2 separate regions of the Danio rerio genome follow, and region 1 is linked to region 2. A link is a contact called in public Micro-C data. All regions are on one chromosome and are shown on one strand. The core of a region is the stretch at or near the end of the contact, and the rest is flanking DNA. Distances in the headings are between cores, read along the strand shown.

Region 1 (2,700 bases), core at 99-2,598, 360 kb before region 2:
ATTACTTGGACGTTTATTTATATTTCATTTTGATTTTATTCTGTAAACTACTGATGACAATATATATAACTATATATAACAAATTTCATAAAAAGAACATGTTATTTCTTTGCACAGAACAACACACAAGACTCAATATATTAAACATGATTAGATTCATTTCATTAGACAAACTGATATCAATGTTTTTATGTGATATCAGTGCTTTTGGGGCTACAATGTGCACTAAACACATTTAAGAAAGCTTGAGCCATGAATTTGAATGAAGAAGTGGCTGATGAGATCTGGTAAGAAGCCCTGTGGAGATCTCGAGAATAAAAAAGGTTTGATAAATTCGAGACATAAATGAATCTAATTTAAAGTTTCACATCCTCTTCATTTCTCTAAAACTAGATTGAGTAAAATATTTCCCTCTGTATCTCCTCCTGAATGTGACAGATGTGGTGGGGCAGAAGACTCTAACACATTTACTTTTGTCCTGTTCTTTATGAGTTTTGGTCCATAAAACAAAATATTATTAAAACAACCCTGTTTTTAATCACATAAGATATAATTAATTTTTCTCAAGGGATAGTTCACCCGAAAATTAAAATTCTCATTTACTCATCCGCCACTTATTTCAGATGTTTGACATTCTTTCTTCTGTTGAACACAAAAGAAGATATTCTGCAGAATGTTTGAAAAACATTGACACTTCCATAGTATTTTTTTTTGTTCCTACCATGAGTGTCAATGGCTGCTTTTTCTCTGAACATTCTTCTAAATATCTTGTTTTGTATTCAACTGTATAAAGAAATTTTAGCAGACCTTTATATATTTTTTGATAATTTTTTTTCTTTGCGATTCAGATGGAGATTGAGAAGAAGAGTGAATCCAACCAGCAGAACTACTGGATGATCCAGTATCAGAGGCTTCTGGATGCCAAACCACTGTCTCTGCGCATGCAGGTGAGATCCGCTCAGGCCTTGAGATGCTGTGTTTAAATCTTAAAATTACTCACACTGTGCTGTCCTCTTACTTCTCCTCAGGAAGCAGCGGTAGACAGAGATCTAGGGAATCTACTGTGCAAACTCTCAGCTCAGCACTACCTGCCAATCATAGCTCACCACCGCATCACTGCTGAGGCCTTAAGAAGAATGACTGCCAAAGACCTCAGGAAGGTCCGTCGACTTTCCAGGATGTTTCAAAATCATATCTGAGTTTAATGTCTGTTATATTGTACAACAGTGGTACAAAAATAAATTGGGAAATGGATTTTGAGATTTTCAAAAGACAATTTCTATTCTCTTGAATCGGTTTTGAGGTGTTGTAACAGCAGATGGCGCTGTACGCGAGGTTTTAACTGGATACAAAGAAGGGCACTTGTGCATCGGTCATGTCAGTTGGCTTTAATGGCACGAGATTAATGTGAACTCGTTTGTTTAACTGTAATTCTTAACTGTAATTCGTTTAAACGTCATCTATTAATTATTATTTTTGGTTCAAGTGGTATTTGTAAGGAATTTGAACGTAAGTAGTGTACTGCAGTTTATAAAGAAAACAGCGCCATCTGCTGCTAAAACTATGCTCAGAATTGATTCAGGAGAGAATTCTAAATGGGGATTATTTTTGAAGGTTTCAGAATAAATTTCTCAAACTACTGATTGCCACAGTTTTATTATAATCTCCTTTCATAAAATCTCTATCTTTACAGTTGGGGATCAACGAGGTTGGCGTGCAGAAAGCTCTTCTCCACTGGGCCAGAGATCGAACTCTGTCTGATCGTAAGAATCATCTTGAGGACATCATATTTTTTAATAGGTGACATTTGTGAATTCTGTTCGGTGACTGAGAGCATTGTCATCTTTTTCTCTTTAGCTTTGCCGAAAACACTGAAAGAGATGGAGGAAGCTGGTCCATTCGCTCAGAGTGTTCCACTTCCACATCAGCTCACTCCTCCACTGACCCCCAGTGCACCTCTAACCCCCACGACCCCAAATCCTGACCGCTTCAACTCTGAGTGTGTTGTCTGCATGGAGCTTGAGGTAAGGCCTTTAGCAACACTACAAGGCGCTTATATACTTTAACTGAATTGGAAGAAAGAGCTGGTGTGAGACAAAATCAGGCCAAAAAATTGCAATAATAATAATAATAATAATAATAATAACAAATTAGATACAATTTTCTGCCATTGGACACCCTTGAGCAAACATTGGTCTATGGTAGAAATTTAAGCGCAATTTTATTTAACACTGCTTACTTTGCAGCAACTGTGTATGTATAGTATATAAAGTGCTTTAGTTTAGCCATGTGAAAAGGGTTAGGACATTCTTTGGAATTCCAATTTTCCATATCAGGTTATTAAAATCTAATTTTGGCAGGTTGAAAAATAAATGCTCAGATGAACAACAACATGTAATGTTAACAAAAATTAGTCAAGGGCTAATCAATTGCCTGAACTGATCATCAGCAGAATTTTTGTTGGTCTAGAGCTTTCAGGTGTGTGTTAACACTATGCCTGTCCAACAGCTAAAGCTCAACCAAAATTGGATCATGCAACAAGACATTAATCCCACACAAAGCAGCAAATCTACAACAGAAAAAAATCACAGTATTGCAATAGTTCAGTCGAAGTCCAGAGCTCATCCTTAATGAAATGCTGTGCAGAAACTCAAGAACTCCTCCAGAATGGTCTAAAAGATGTGAAAATACAGGCATCCA
Region 2 (2,700 bases), core at 165-2,664:
TTAATGCTAGTTCTCCCCGCCCACCGTTCCCACGTGCCTGTCAGAGTGTGCCTCAGCCTCCGTCTCGGCTGCGTAAGATAAACAGCACAGTGACAGACATGAAGAAAGCAGATGTCACGTAACGTTTGTGAGAAATACTATAGTCGGAACTTTCCCAATGATTATTTGATGTATTTGTTGTGGAGTTAATTCAAGCCTTTCTGCAGCGATGAGTCACACAAAATGTTGTTACAAAGTTGACACACGCACACACAGACACACACAGGGCGCATGTTTAGCTTTGCACTGTTTTTGCATGGTAAATGTGACAGGATTCACGTTAGTAAACACTTCTGTATAGATATCCGTTATGTTAATGCACAAAACAAACCTGATTTAACAGCCTCAAAATGGGATTAAAGCGTCTTCTTTTATAATTGTGTTGACATGCGACTGTGGTGATAAAGTAAAGACAGTAAAATCGCTGTAATTTATTACAAACATGCACTGTTTTAAAAATGTTTTAAACTTGTAAAACTCATTTTTGATCACATTTGATGATGATTGATGATCACAGAGAGCTGAACAGATCTTTTAATCCCAGGTGCTTTGTGCACCTCCTGTCTTGTTGATACTGTTTGATGATACACGTTACTACGGAGACATGTAAATATGCAGCTGTCAATCAATCCGTTGTGAGGGGAAACCGCACTCTTACATTACGGTGGACCTCAAAATGGGAAGGATTTAGATCCTATTTTAGTGTCAGGAAATAAAAAAGAGACTTATTTGTTTCTATCACTCCAATATGACCGTGAACACAATATACCTACACACAGTCCTGTCCAAACAGCTTACAAATGATGATTTTCCTCATAGGTGCCCTTTAAATGAATACTTTACAATTACCACAATTAAAATCAGTAATACAATTAATACAATTAAGAGTCAGAAAATAATATTCATTCTTTTTTTTTTTCGTCTTAGTCCCTTTTTTAATCTGGGGTTGCCACAGCAGAATGAACCGCCAACTTATCCAGCATATGTTTTAGGCAGCGGATGCCCTTCCAGCTGCAACCCATCTCTGGGAAACACCAACTAGCTCTTTAAATATGGGTATAATCTTTGAATATTTAAGAAAGGGCTTTAAATCACTAATAGTGAAATTAACTCCTTTATGCAGCCATACCATTGCTTAAAACACCGCATTTAATACAATTCAAGAACACTATGCAAATACAATTGATTGAGCTACACACCCAACTTGAAATGCGGCCACAAGATGGAGACAAAATAAAAACAACTCACTGAGGGGAAACACGGCGGTCAAATAAGGAAATGACGTGGGATGTGGGGCTTCTGCTACTTTTGGGAAGTAGGGGAGCTGGAGTATTGTTCATGGGGCAGTTCTTCGACAGTTTAGTCGTGACATGAGCGATTGCAAGAAGCGGCAGTCAGCGAGAGCACGAAAGCAAAGGTAGGTCAGTGTTCATAGTCTGAATGACTGAAGACATAAAGAGCGCAGAGAGTCTCAGTGGACGCGTGTGATTTAGAGCTGGCCGTGTGTCAACACGTGTAACTTTTGTCAACACCAAATATAGAAACAGGACAAGACACCTTCAAAGACAGGAGGACCACGTGTAGGAGCGTGTTTGACCGAGTAAATCTAGTAAGTACGTTAACGGAACTGAAGGCTAAGATAGATACAAATGTAACTCTGCTCTTTCATCTTTGTTTAACCGCTTAATGCTCTACTCACTATAAATCTGCTTTTTAGTCTGACTGTGATCTCTTTAGCGCTGCGGATATCGATATATTCTACATTAACTCAATCTTCTATTTTTGTAAGGCCATTATACATTGTACTGGCTTATTTTAGCAGTCATCTGTCTGTCAGTCCACTGTCAAGTGATGCATCCTGACAGCTGAACTCAGGTGTGAAACTGACAACGTGTGAAAGCTGCCTTTTGGTCTCATAAAAGGGGAAAAGTTTAGCTGTAATACTGAAGTATAGCAGTTTCATGATTTTATTGAGTTTTCAGTCAATTTATTTATGCATTTAGCATTAATGTAGGCTGCCTTGATTTTTTGCTCTTAATCTATATACAAATTTTCTCAGTATTTAAAGTCTTTACTGCGAAAAAAAGAGTTTTTCTTAAATTTTTTGGCTTGTTTTTAGTTAAAAAAATCCTAAATCAATAAGCATCTTCTAAACAAGCAAAACATAATGTCTTGTTTTAAGAATTAATATTTCAAAATTAAGTGAGTTTTTCTTTATAACAAGCAAAATAATCTGCCAATGGAATAAGCACAATAACCTAATGTCAAAAAGAACAACAATATTACTTTGCTTACACCTTGCAGATAATTCAGCTTGTTTTAAGGTAAAACTCACTTATTTTGACATTTTGTTTGTCTAGAAAATGCTTCTTGATTTAAGAATTTTTATATATTAAGATTTGATTCTGTGTATATATATATATATATATATATATATATATATATATATATATATATATATATATATATATATATATATTTAGGCTTGGGCGGTATCCAAATTTTGATACCGTCAAACCTCCTCTCTATTTTACCCCGATATCCAGTATTACCGTACATAATAATAAAAAATATGACGTAAGGCGACCTGAGGTTCACTGTCACCTGTTTGTCTTGTTCGTATTAGAGATCTGCGTGGTACACACACAGAGCGCGAGAGAG

The links. Hi-C and Micro-C count contacts between places; a contact is called where the count stands out from the background.
Region 1: a contact with region 2 is called in a Micro-C map of caudal fin, with 9 times the contacts expected there. The contact joins the enhancer-like site here to the promoter of ntmt1 in region 2. A contact is called at or near these places in 3 of 18 Hi-C or Micro-C datasets (caudal fin, embryo and hematopoietic stem cells).

What each region holds. Positions count from the first base shown.
Region 1 is chr5:33,487,184-33,489,883 of GRCz12tu, reverse strand. It overlaps lrsam1 (leucine rich repeat and sterile alpha motif containing 1), which reads left to right. Exons shown (of 24, transcript NM_001100004.1): 20 at 849-947; 21 at 1,029-1,160; 22 at 1,694-1,763; 23 at 1,858-2,024. Among named protein-coding and RNA genes, the nearest start is that of lrsam1, 14 kb to the left of the region's middle. Within about 2 kb of position 1,348, at least 4 of the 62 cell types and tissues checked have an H3K27ac peak or open chromatin away from gene starts, as enhancers often do. A contact at or near this core is called in caudal fin, where this site is marked.
Region 2 is chr5:33,123,901-33,126,600 of GRCz12tu, reverse strand. It overlaps ntmt1 (N-terminal Xaa-Pro-Lys N-methyltransferase 1), which reads left to right and starts at 1,414. Exons shown (of 4, transcript NM_212898.1): 1 at 1,414-1,456.